Regions from separate parts of the Mus musculus genome. Here region 2 is linked to region 1. The links are chromatin contacts, called in public promoter capture Hi-C maps. All regions are on one chromosome and are shown on one strand. The core of a region is the stretch at or near the end of the contact, and the rest is flanking DNA. Distances in the headings are between cores, read along the strand shown. Region 1 has its middle 37 kb from the start of Gm40181. Region 2 overlaps Acadm (acyl-Coenzyme A dehydrogenase, medium chain).

What was found. Capture Hi-C pulls out chosen DNA fragments and counts their contacts.
Region 2: a promoter capture Hi-C map of liver shows a contact between it and region 1, with 3 times the contacts expected there. The contact joins two enhancer-like sites. A contact is called at or near these places in 1 of 39 promoter capture datasets (cranial neural crest), 2 of 115 datasets of contacts at active chromatin or transcription factors (astrocytes and pancreatic cancer cells) and 1 of 9 other capture datasets (liver).

The regions. Positions count from the first base shown.
Region 1 is chr3:152,789,286-152,796,131 of GRCm38.p6, forward strand. It overlaps a transcript of Pigk not described here. Among named protein-coding and RNA genes, the nearest start is that of Gm40181, 37 kb to the left of the region's middle. Within about 2 kb of position 3,661, at least 20 of the 459 cell types and tissues checked have an H3K27ac peak or open chromatin away from gene starts, as enhancers often do. A contact at or near this core is called in liver, where this site is marked.
Region 2 is chr3:153,927,381-153,934,226 of GRCm38.p6, forward strand. Acadm (acyl-Coenzyme A dehydrogenase, medium chain) reads right to left here. Exons shown (of 12, transcript NM_007382.5): 8 at 5,647-5,755; 9 at 2,837-2,977; 10 at 2,151-2,246. Among named protein-coding and RNA genes, the nearest start is that of Acadm, 14 kb to the right of the region's middle. Within about 2 kb of position 2,476, at least 15 of the 459 cell types and tissues checked have an H3K27ac peak or open chromatin away from gene starts, as enhancers often do. A contact at or near this core is called in liver, where this site is marked.

The DNA.
Region 1 (6,846 bases), core at 2,411-4,910:
CCTTACCAGTTAGCGTTTAAAACATTGTACCATGGTTATAAGCAAAGCATTCTCTCACAGGCAACAGAGTGACCATCATCTCTTCATTGACAGTCTGGTGCAGGTAAAACCAAAGTTTCTCGCGCTCTGAGTTTTTAGCTTAATGGACAGTTTTGTTGGTGTGTTATATAAAAGAAAAAGGAAACTTTCACCTGGCTACATAAAGAAGTGTCCCTGTGAGCACAGAAGGAGATCAAGCAGAAGTTTGAGTGACTAGCTCTTGTAATAAGAGACAGTCTGACCGCGTGCCTTCCAGACCGTGATGCAACGTACTGGAGACGTGGTTGGGTGGAGCAGGAGGACCGTAAGAGTGAGGACTGCCCTTGAGCCAAAGTCATTTCTCTGAATGTAGTGAGCATGTCCTGGCCGTGAAGGCTTCTGGGAAGCAGAGCTCACCCTCAGAGGCTGAGAGTAGCACGCAGCATCAATTTACCCCAGCACACTTTCAGAGGGCAAGGGTGTTTGTTGTGGTGGTTTTTGTTCTTGTCTGCTTCTCTTTCACTTTTTGACTTTTCAGAATACAGTTGAAAGAAAAAACTTAAAACGTCTGCTTATAGCTGTAATCTTCTTCCATGAAGCTGCTCTGTAAGTAAATCGTGAGTATATACAGCAAATAACACATATCCTAAATATATTCTGAGAGTCCCAAAGAGCCGAAGGGAAGTGCTTACCTCTCAGTGTGGCAGGACGGATGAGATATGCTGTCACTGAACATTTCGGAAGTTGTAAATATGCTGTGCGCTTGCTCTCACTGCTGCTTAGGCACACACGGGGGGACAGCCATGGTAACTGGTTTCTTCCTCTACTGGGCTTCGGTGCCTTCTTAAGCTGCTCTGTGATATTCCTGGTTCTACTGGTATTTTTTCTCTTCTGCCCCATGGTGGTGTTGAGGTTTGAGAACAGGGAAGTAGACCAATGGACCTCTGCAGACATGTCCTAGCATTTCAGAGAGTGCAAGGCACAGCAGGGCTATACCTGGCAGGCAGCGTGTGTGAGGAAAAGATACCCAGGCTGAATGTTGCAGATTCCAGCCTCACCCTCACCCTCACGAGACATTTATTTGCAGCTTATAAAAGGAAAATGTAGTTTGGATGCAAAGGTGATAAAATTGAATCAAAAATTAGAAGTAAACCTCAAAATAATGTATGCATTTATGGTTTCGATTTTTATATATTCTCTGCTGCTTGAAAGTGAGGAGCCCCACAGCAGGCATAACTCATCCCCTCCTGCTTACCCAGTGCTTTCTGTCAAGGTCCGTGCTGCTAACGTGGCTTCCATTATGCATGTTGTGTAGCAGTTACAGTTACTGTGGGAATCATCATTCAAAGTTCTGATGCTTGCGTTTCTGGAATCTTTACAACAAATATGAATTAACATATTATCCTTTCCTATTTCTTTGTACCAAAATTAAGCCCATCTATGGTAGATGCTGTTCTAACTTGTGAAAGATATTTTGTAAACACAGTGCAAGATACAGCCTTGAAGCCGTGACCAGAATCCAGCTCTGCTCTGTGGCACCAGCTTCACTGCTTCACAGTTTCACTCAGAACCTCAGGGCCTTAACTGCTGTCTGTGGCCTGCATAGCTGCTGGCCAGCACACCTCAGGGGAGCCCGGGCCCGCACGCCAACTGCTGGCCAGCACACCTCTGCACGGCTGCTGGTCAGCACCTCAGGGGTTGCGGGGCTCCCGTACCCCTTCCTTATGTGCAGAAATCTTTACTGTCTTGGACATGTGCTGTGAAACACTTGGCTTTGTTTAACTGTGTGTGTGCACCTATCACTGGGTTTTGCTCCCTCAGCCCTCACTGCCTCACCCCAAATAATCTCACTTCGGTGTCACACATATGCACATGAGAAGGTTTCAGGTTTTAGATTCAAGGGTGACACCGAGACACATATAGCATATGTTATGATATGTATGTATGTATGTATGTATGTATGTATGTATGTATTTATAATTATCATTTTATGTTATATGCATTTATGTATTAGAAAAGAGATTAATGTCACAGATAGACAGGCAACAGCATACAGAGGCTCCAAGGAGAGCTCAGATCAGCATGACAGAGTAAAAGTCTCCTCTTAAATACTTGAGAGGAAGAGGGAGGGGAACTGTATGGAAAGGTTTGCTGGTTTGGCCCTAGGTGGCCTTAGCTAGGGTAAGCAGTGAGTACTCACACAGTCACAGAACGTTAGGTCAAGGTCTTTCCGGGTTGGCCATTACTGGAGCAAGTGAGCAGAGAAGACGTTGAGAGAAATAGGTCTCTGGTTCTAGAGACCTAATTACCTTGGCCAGATCACCTTGGATTCTGGAATCGTCACAGTTCAACCAAAATGGAGGAGCTGTATGAAAAGTTGTGTGACCTTGGCTCACTGCTGCAGGTGAGAGAACATGCCACTCTTGGTCTTTGCCTGCCCCAGGCCTCGTCTCCTCCCCATACACCTACCTTCACATCACTCCTATATTTCTCTTTAGATGTATTTAAGTATATAGTCTGCCCAGGAGAGAGTGTGTAGCATTTGACTTTCTGAGTGGCTTATTTCACTTAACACCGAGGTCTCCAATTCCATTCATTTCCCTCTAGATGGTGCAGTTTGGCTCAGATCATACAGTGCATTGCCTTTGTCCACTCACTGGCTGATAGACATCTCACTGGCTCCTTACCTTGGCTGTTGTGGGTAGTGACATGAATGCAGTAAACACGAATGCTGTTTTATCTCCTATGGAGAGATTGAACAAGACTGCAGTATTTGCTGTAGCACAGCTGCGAGCAGCATTCTTTAAGGTTGATCAAGTTTGCAGCACTATTTCTGAGTTCTGTGTAGACGTTCCAGGACTGCACACCACTCTGACTTCCTTTGCTTTTCCAAAATGTTGTAATTGCTGGAAACAGACATCTATGTAGTGTTTACTATGGGCAATACTGCAAATTCAATGATGCTTCTCACATCAGGAGGTAGAGTCTGTAATACAGTCTCTCACTCCTCGGATCTGGGCTGGATAGACACTTCTTCTACTCAGTAGAACAGTACTGCCCATTCTGGAGTGAGGCCATTGAAGGTGACCCATACATATGCCCTGCTGTCTCTCGGGCCTCTAGGCCCAGCCACCATCCCTGAGGAACTGAGCCCTGTGGAGAAGCGTTGCTCCAGTCCAGACCCCAGCCAACCCATGGCACCATCTCCTGATTGCCCAGAACCATGAGCATATTGCAGTTAGAGAAACAGTGTCGAGTTGGAGCAGTTGCTAAGCAATAGTAACTGAGACCATCATCATGTGCTGTGCCTGGAGGTGCTCCCCGGATTGGGGGGTGGGGTGAGAAGGTAGGATTCTTTCCTAAAGAGTAACATGGTTCTAGAGTGGTTCCTGAGAGAACTGCTACCAGGGAAGAAACAAGAACAAGTCCCATTTAAGAGCCACACGATACGGACTCCACACAAGCACTTTCACTTTTAGTTACTGTGCCAACGGAAGCTTAGTGATCTGGAAATGAACCAGGCTCTGGACCAATTCCATCTGACATCTACCCCCTGCCACTTGGCAGGTTCTGCCCTTCCACTCACCTAGACTCAGAGGCTGAGGCCTACACCCTGAGAGCTGGTCACACGCATCCCATCTGGGAGCTCCTTTCCCTCACAGTGTGTTCAGACCTTCACTACTAAAGTTCTCAGAGCAATATGCTCTCTGCTAAATGCTTCATCGTGCTAGTTCATCTGGCTTTTTTCCTCCTCTCCCTGTTTGTGTGTGTGTGTGTGTGTGTGTGTGTGTGTGTGTGTGTGTGTGTGTTCATGAATGCGATCTCCTTACCACCTCTTCTTACTAACTACACTTTTTCACAGTGTCTCCTCTCCCTTCACGCTGCTGTCAGTTCCAGGCACTCCTGCTCAGCTGCTTGGCTTCCTTTAAGTCTTGTCTGAGTGCTTTTCCACAGCAGCGTGCTCCAGATGTTCTGCACATTTTTCCCAAATCAAAAGCTGCTTACAGTCCCCTGTATGTACATTCCCATCTGTATTTTCCAGTTGCCTCTTCATCATTGGCAGTCAAATGCCTATGTCTAGGTATCTTTCTTTTAAAAAAAAAATTAAATGTGTGTGTGGGGGGGGGTGTATCTGTGTAAGTAAGATGGAGTTATAACAGAGAAATGATATCTCATTAGACATCAGAGACTAGTGAATAAAAGATCCAGTTCTGAGAATGGGTTTATTACATCCCAGATGTTGTCCTCCCCATCCCAGTCCCCCTCTCTCCTCCCTCCCCTTTGCCCCTGAGAGGGCAGCCCTCCCTCAATATCCCTCCATCCTTGTTCATCCCGTCTCTGCACGACTAGCCGCATCCACTCCCTTTGAGGCCAGAGTATAGGGAGACTCAGAACTGCCCATATATGCTCTTTGTTTGGTGGCTTAGTCTCTGGGTGCTCCCAGGGGTCCAGGTTGGGTGACACTGTTGGTCTTCCTGTGGGGTTGCCATCTCCTTAAGGGCCTTCAGTCCTTGCCTTTTTCACAGTGGTCCCTGACCTCCATCCAATGTTTGTCATTATCTACATCTGTCTCGGTTGCTGAGTAGAGCCTCACAGAGGGCTGCTATGCTAGGCTCCTGTCTGCAAACACAACATAGTATATAGCATCATTAATAGTGTGAGGGATTGGTCTCTGCCCATAGGATGGGTCTCAAAATGGGCCAGTCACTAATCAGCCATTCCTTCAGTCTCTGCTCCATCTTTGTCCCTGCATTTCTGTTAGATAGAACCAATTTTAGGTCAGAAATTATGTAGGTGGTTTGGTGTACCCATTCCTCCACTGGTGGTCCTGTCTGGCTACTGGAGGTGGTCCCTTCAGGTTCCATATCCCAACTCACCCCACACAAAACTCAAGTCCAAATGGATCAAAGACCTCAACGTAAAACCAGATACACTGAATCTAATAGAAGAGAAAGTGAGAAACAGCCTTGAACACATTGGCCCAAGAGAAAATTATTTCCTGAACAGAACACCAATGGCTTAGAAACTAAGGTCAAGAATTAGTAAATGAGACCTCATGAAGCTGAAAAATCTTCTTTAAGGCAAAGGACAAAATGGCAGTCTACAGATTGGGAAAAGATCTTCACCAATTCTTTATCCAAGAGAGGGCTAATATCCAAAATATATAAAGAACTCAAGAATTTAGACTAAAAATTCCAAATAACCCATCAAGAACTGTGATGTTTTGTATATGCTCAGCCCAGGGAGTGGTGAGGCCTTGTTGAAGTAGGTGTGTCACTGTGGGCATAGGCTTTAAGACCCTCATCCTAGCTGCCTGGATGCTGCCATACTCCCACCTTGATGATACTGGATTGAACCTTTGATCCTGTAAGCCAGCCCTGATTAAATGTTGTCTTTATAAGAGATGCATTGGTCATGGTATCTGTTCACAGCAGTAAAACCCTAACTAAGATAAGAACTAAACAAGAGAATTCTCTACAAATCTTGAGTGGCTGAGAAGCACCTAAAGAAACGCTCAACATCCTTAGTCATCAATCAAAATGACCCTGAGATTCCACCTTACACCAATCAGAATGGCCAAGATCACAAAGGCAAGTAACAGCACATGCTGGTGAGGATACAGAGAAAGAGGAACACTCCTCCATTACTGCTGGGGTTGCAAACTGGTATAATCACTCTGGGAAATTTTCTGGCAGTTTTTCAGAAAATTGGAACTACTTCTACCAGAAGACCCAGCAATACCACTCCTTGGTATATACTCAAAAGATACCCCAAGGACACGTGCTCCACTATGTTCATATCAGCTTTATTTGTAATAGGCAGAAACTGGAAACAACCCAGATATCCCTCAATCAAAGAATGGATACAGAAATTGTGGTTCATGTACACAGTGAAATGCTATTCAGCTATTAAAAACAAGGGCATCATGAATTTTGCAGGCAAATGGTAGGAACTAGAAAATATCCTGAGTGAGGTAACCCAGTCCCTAAAGGATATGCATGGCATGTACTCACTGATAAGTGGATATTAGCCAGAAAGTTCAGAATATCCACAGTACTCCCCCACATCCCAGAAAGCCAGGATGAGGGACGCTTCCAGGACTCAATGCACATGACCTTAGGTATCTTTCTTAAGTGCTAGGTGAACTGTCCCTTTCTTCTTGAAAGCACCTAACTCAGCCTATCATCGTTTCTCTCATGATCCAGCTCTTCTTCTCTCTCTCTCCAATCCTCTTGGATGACCGAGGATTGTGAGGATATGTGTCCCGTGTTAGCGCATTGCCGGATGACCATGGCATACTTGGTGAGTTTAGTTTAGATCGCAGCCCTCCCAGTGCCTGTCCATGGGCTCAGGAGAACAGTTATGGTGGCAAGGACAAGAATCTGAGTGGACTTGGCCAAGGAAGCTCGCTCTCTGGAGATCACGGGTGTGAGTCCCCGAGTCTTAAGAGCCTGCCAGCTGGTCACATGAGTGTGCTTTTATAGCTGAATCTACAAGCTCCAAATAAAGATTTATTCTACTGGATGAAGTGATTAGAAACCACCAAACAGAAATTCAGTTGCTCTTACACACTGGGCATGAAGAAGGGCTTCTCCCAAGAAACCCCTTGGTAGTCCCATGATGAACAGTAATGGCTGGTGGAAGGCTATAACCAAAACCAATGAAGCAAAGAGCATCAGGCCAGGTGAGGAATCTCCCTTCTGAGTGAAGATTTGGTTCTTTTCTTCAGCTAAAAAAATGGTCACTGTGCTTCTGTGTGGGGGCTGAGGGAGACATAAACTCACCTTCCAACTGTGACTTTCAAGTCAGCTTTTTGGTAATGAGGCT
Region 2 (6,846 bases), core at 1,226-3,725, 1.1 Mb after region 1:
TGTGACGTTCCCTGGGATTGGAGTAACTACTGACAGCTGTGAGCTGCCATGTCCCCTCGAGGAGCAGCCAGTGCTCTTAACTGGCTGAGCTGTCTTTCCAGCCCCAGGGATAGCGTTTTTAAAAAAATATGGGTCCAAAGTAGGTGCTTTTATTGATTGCTGCATGTGATTCATAAGAAGAGTTGCTCTCTGTGACATGTTCAACACGTAGTACCCTCTCTCCTTTGACTTTGGTAACTCCACCTTATAGGTTTCATTTGGGGACTTAAATCTTGGCTCTGTATCCTCTGTTAAGTGTTTGTTCTATGATGAATAACTGATCTCCAAAGTAAATGTTCCCGAGAGTAGAAACTGCAGAGCCTCTTTTCCGTACAAAGGAAAGAATCTGTAAACGAGTGACTCAACTCTATCTCAGGTGGAACAGCTTGCGGTGAGAGTAAGGAGCCCGCCATCGCCACACCATGTACGAGGTAATGCTGGGAGGTTACGTGTGAGCTGGAGGCTCAGTTAGAGGGATTTGAAAGAGATGAAAGGGGGCTGGAGAGATGGCTCAGTGGTTAAGGGCACTGACTGCTCTTCCTGAGGTCCTGAGTTCAATTCCCAGCAACCACATGGTGGCTCACAACCATCTGTAACGGGATCGGATGCCCTCTTCTGGTGTTTCTGAAGATAGCAACAGTGTGCTCACATACATAAAATAAATGGCTTAAAAAAAGGGGAAGGGGGGCTGGTGAGATGGCTCAGGGGTTAAGAGCGCCAACTGCTCTTCCAAAGGTCCTGAGTTCAAATCCCAGCAACCACAGGGTGGCTCACAGTCATCTGTAACGAAATCAGATGCCTCTTCTGGAGTGTCTAAGACAGCTACGGTGTACTTACATATAATAAATAAATAAATATTTTAAAAGAAAAAAGGGGGGAGGGGGTGGGGGTGGTGAGATGGCTCAGCGGTTAAGAACACTGACTATTCTTCTGAAGGTCCTGAGTTCAAACCCCAGCAACCACATGGTGGCTTACAACCACCCGTAATGACATCTGACGCCCTCTACTGGTGTGTCTGAAGACAGCTACAGTGTACTTACATATAAATAATAAATAGATCTTTAAAAAAAAAAAGAAGAAAGAAAGAAAGAAAGAGATGAAAGAGCATATGTGGGGAGAATCAAGCCAGAGAGGATGGCCGGACACTGACAGACTGACAGAAGACCCCTGCACATGGAGGCATGGAGCTCCGTGCAGAGGAAAGCCCAGAGCCATGGCATCAGATGGATCCAGACAGGGAGTCATCTTCCACCACTCCACTTTACTGAAGCGGGAGCTGAGGCAGAAAGAAGTAAAGAAGTGATGTTTCTGACGACCCACAGGGATAGTCATGAAGCCAGGCTGAACGGTGCCCGTGTCCTGATGGGGCACACATCATCCCAGCACTCAAGAGGCAGGGACGGGTGGACCTCAGTGAGTGTCAGGCCAGCCTGGCCTACCAAAAACATATTTACTGAGGACACACACTAAGACCTATAGCAGAGTATCAGTTATACAGACGGCACGTAATACTTATATTCTTTTTCTTAACAATTTACAGAGTGATCAACTGTGAGCGACATAGCCAAAAGGAACTCTGCTCTCACAGGCAACAGTGATGAAAGCTTAGAATCTTCTTCCCCACAAAATAGAGAAGACTATTTTGTTCTTTAGCAGTAACTTCTAAATATTTAGACGCATTGCGTGTCTTCAAATGTCAACAAAGCAAGCATAGTGCTAAGGTCACCTCAAGAGCTGGGTAGAGAGGGCTGTCAGGAAAAGGCTTGTCACACAAGCGTGAGGACCGGAGTTCAGATCCCCAGAACCCATGTGAAGAAGTTGGATGGTGAGGCTTGTGCCAGGAATCCCAGCACCATGGAGGCAGGCACAGGCAGATGCCTTGAGCTCACCTAACCTAAGTGCAAGCCCAAGGCCAGTGGGAGAGGATACATCAACAAAACCAAACCAAACTGCTAAGAGCAGCAGGACACCAGGGTGGTCCTCTGGTCTCCACACAGATGTGCTATATGCGCATTCTCACACACACACACACACACACACACACACACACACACACACACACACACACACAGAGGGAGAGCGAGAGGGAAGGAGGGAAGGAGGGAGATTACCTCCACTAGCAGCTTTCCAAATGTCTTCCTATCCAGGGCATACTTCGTGGCTTCGTCTAGAGCTCTCTGGGCTAGCCCGACAGCGCCAGCTGCGACCTAGAACATGATGAGCATCACGTGAAGCAAAAATTCACATTGTCATCAAGCCACACAGCTTATGGCCTGATTCCAGCGAAGGAGTACACAGACAGGAAGTGACGTCACTGGGGCGGGGAGGAGCGTGCTTGGGTTTATTTTTAAATTACAGGTAACGGCAAGGCTGGGAATACAGAGGGCATGTTTGGCTTTCAGTAGAGCCTGAGTTTATCCCCATTGCCAATCAGCCAATCAATCAATCAGCTAACTGTGAGACTGAGGCTCACAGCCTAGTGAGGTCATTGCTGTTTAACCAGGGAGCCTTCCACGGACCCAGGCTAAGTGAGTAGCAGAATACACAGTGATCCACAACCAACAGGAATGATCAACACAAGGATGAATTTTCTGGAATTCTAGCAAAGAATATTCTAGAGCCTGCTAAATTCGTTTCTATACTGAGCAGTGAAAGATGAACTACACACAGGACAAGCAACAATCTCCTCTCCACCATTACTAAAATAAGGTAGACATTTAAAAAGACACACACATACAATGTTAAAATAAACCTAGTCGCTGAAAACCACAAAGGTCCCACAGAGTGATCGGCTTACTGTAGGTCTGGTTCTATCAAAAGCACCCATTGCGATCTTGAAACCTGCTCCTTCACCGATTAACACATTTTCCTTAGGCACTCTGACGTCTTCGAAAGCAATTCCTCTGGTGTCAGAGCATCGCTGGCCCATGTTTAGTTCCTAGAGAGAAGGTCGCATAAGAAACACTTAGGAGTTACAGCACTGCTGGTGTCAATCCTTCCTTTGTGCCTTTTGAATTTCCTAAGGCAGGGCCTGTTGTGCCTGCCCCGTGAGTTGAGCTTCCATAGAATCCAAACACTCCTGTCTCTGCCCGTCCTCTGCAGCTACGAGGGCAGGGCCGAGCTGTATAAGAGATCCCGTGGCTGCAAAGCCTCACAGGTTTCTTTTTTTTTTTTTTTTTTTTTATTTATTTATTTATTATATGTAAGTACATTGTAGCTGTCTTCAGACACTCCAGAAGAAGGGGTCAGATCTTGTTACGGATGGTTGTGAGCCACCATGTGGTTGCTGGGATTTGAACTCTGGACCTTTGGAAGAGCAGTCGGGTGCTCTAACCCACTGAGCCATCTCACCAGCCCCGCCTCACAGGTTTCTAATCTGGATCTTTCTAGAAATATGTGCCAGCCCAATCTAAAACGGTATTTCACAAACTGAAAACAGCACTAACTTAAAGTTCTACATAACTAGACTTTGTTAACTCAAATAAACTAAAACCACAGAAACTAAAAAGCTTCTTAGATCTATGTCAAAGCACAAAATTTCTAGGACACAAAACATTTTTTTTTTTTTAAAGTATAGAATAGGGGCTGGCAAGATGGCTCAGTGGGCAAGAGCACTGACTGCTCTTCCAAAGGTCCTGAGTTCAAATCCCAGCAACCACATGGTGGCTTACAACCACCCATAATGAGATCTGACACCCTCTTCTGGCGTGTCTGAAGACAGCTACAGTGTACTTACATATAATAATAAATAAATCTTTAAAAAAAAAGTATAGAATAGAGTTTATTTAGGGCATGGGGAGGGGAGTTGAGAGGGCAGTAGAGACAGAAAGGCAGAGAGAGGGCAGAGGAGTAGAGAGGAAGAGGCCGGCCATGAGCACGTGGCGAGAGAGCGGGGAGGGTGAGAGGACAGAGAGGGATCGAGAAGCAAAGAGTAGCACAAACAGGTCTGATAACGTGAATCTCTCAGACTTGCAAATGGCCATTTGTTTAAAAGAGTATATTTTTAGGAGGCTAAGTAGCTGATAATCTATGCTAGAAATAATCTATACAAGAAAGTGAATCCCCAGGGGTAGATATTTATCATTACCTACTGTACAGTGTGCATTCAGTTATAAATATTGATTCAGTTTTCCTAAGTGAGAATGAGATTAGAAACATTGAGACATCAGTTGTCACACCAGTTTGCTACTGCCCTAAGGTTCCTTCCAGTTAGCAGAGACAGTCAGGCTTGGCCCGAGTCTGCCAGAAACCGACGCTATGGGGGAGAGCGTGATCCGCTACATACACATGCCAAGGCCGATCTCTGGGGACAAGTGTGATGACCCACAGTGCTCATGTCCTGTGTAAACATGGGCTTAGCCGTCTATTTGTAAATCGCACTCAGCCTTCAGTATCTTCTCCTTAAAACATAGAGTAATACAGCAATCAGAAATGTCGCAGGCAAAAATCCTCCAAGTCTGTTAGTAAAGGACACGAGATCACTCATCTCAGGTTAGCCTCTACCTTTGTGGCTATCAGTAAATCACAGATTTGGTTGGGCCTTGGTTTCTGTAGTCAGCACAGGCTAGAGTAAACAGCAAGTAGAGTCCAGACTTTAACTTCCACAACCTAAAAGACAAGTCCCGTCCTTGTCCCTTTTTTGAGACAGAGTTTCAGTATGCTGTTGACACTGGGCTAGAATTTGTGATCCTCCTGCCTCGGCCTCTGCAGTACTGGGATTGAAGGGACGCCGCACTACCATGCCCAGCAAAAGTTATATACATTTCACATAGTCAAGCAACACATTTCTAAAGAGATCTGGACACAACAGAAGATCCTATAAACCGAAGGTTGCCTTAGAAACCTGTTTTATGTCTCAGTTAAAATGTGTTCTTCCAGTTTAGCCTAAGGGAGACCAACTCCAACATCTGACCAGCTAATTCAAACCTTCCCACATGGGGTAAGAAGATAATTTGCTCAAGTAATCTTCAGATCTGGTTTGGTTCCCACAATGCCTCCTATGCCATAGATGCAGACATCCTTCATCCCTCAGAGTTCTCGCTGAGAACTCCACTTCGCAAAAGCATTTCAGTCTGTGTCGTAATCCCAAGTCTGGCTTGTGAGCTCTCGACAGGACAACTCATGCCATTTCTGTCCTCTATTGTGTCACCTTTGAGACCTCCTGTGGGCCTTGGGATTGGGTGTTCCTATACAGCACTGCCCTATCTGACACTCTCTCAGCCCCCAGCTGACACTGATTGACATTGTCACATGCTTTCAAGTTACAGATGATCTGTGTTGCTGTGGGACTGTGAGTCATCCACCCACGTCACAGGGCCTTACCTGCCCTAAGCAAGGCCTGTGCAGGTCCTCTGGGAAGGAGGGCGGAGCCTGGCTATGCCCACATCTACAGCTGTCATGAAGGTGTTCTGCACAAAGGTCCCATCTTTCAAAATGACTTGAAAGATTTTTCAGTGACATGTAAACTATGTCCCCATATCATCAAGACACAACCAGACTTTTGTTCCAAGTTAGAAGTATTTTCATCAAAGGAAACAGGTAAGAACCTTGACATTGACAGTTGGGATTGTACGTATGGAGGTTAAGTGGAAGAAACACGCTGTTTACCTTTTTTCCAATATGTATTCCCGGGGTGTCGGCTTCCACAATGAATCCAGTAAAGGCTTTACTAGCGGGTACTTTAGGATCTGGGTTAGAACGTGCCAACAAGAAATACCTAACGCACACAAACACACAAGGGTGGCAATAAGGATGACGAACAAGACTCCTTAACTACTATCTCAACTACCGACCCCACCCCGGTATTACCATCCCCACTTAACAGAAGAGGACATGGAGAATCAGTTGGGTTTCAAAGCTTGCACAAATGCCAATTTTCCTGTGTGGACAGACTGATTCATCCATCTCTCTCTCCACTAAGGTGGTATTTGAGTTTGGGGGAGGGGGGAGTATGAGTTATTAGTAAAGGTTCCTTCTGCAAAGAGAGTATGAAAGTAAAGTATGTGTGTGTGTGGGAACTGGAATGCTCCTCTCTGGACCAGTCTATGTCTCATAGGACCAGCAATCTGCAAGATGAACACAGACAGGCTCTCCACTGCCGTGAGGGCTGCCCCCTCCCCATGCAGCACAGCCAGTACACACCTGAATTAGGAAGGATATTTACTGATTTTCCCACAGAAAGACATTTCCCCAAAAGGTCTAGAAGAAGTGAAGCGTGAGGGAGGAAAAAAAAAAAAGAAAACAAGTTCTTGTTTGAACCCCCATATCCAAAATAGTTTCCCATATATCCTGATACAGATTGGTTTTCTAAGAATCTTTACAAAAAGTGAAAAGCCACATGGCTTAGAGGTAGAGTCCAGGGTGAGCCATAGTGTCAGCTTTAGCAGAGAGAGAGAGAGAGAGCGACCGACTGACCGACGACTGACCGACCAAGTGTTTTATCCTTCCTTAAGCAATGAATTTATGTTAGGAAAAAAAAAAACCAAAAATAATTTATCAGTTTATCATTGACTATGCTTTTATTTGGTAATAGGAAAAAAATCAAAAAATTATTTTCTAATCTCATGAGTCACTGGACCTATCTTTTCTGGGAAGAATTATAGCCAGTTCTCAAAACGGTGATATTAACTTAAATTATTATATTTCTCTTAGCTTGTTCAGTTTTCATGGCTTCTCTATTTCCTCATTCCTGGCTGACGTGAGTCTACTAAATGACCCTGTTATTCCTGTTCCCAGCCTTTACGTCTGTGCATGGTGAGGGACCGATTTGTGAGCCTCGAAGTCCACCAAGGTGGGAGGCTTTTCCAC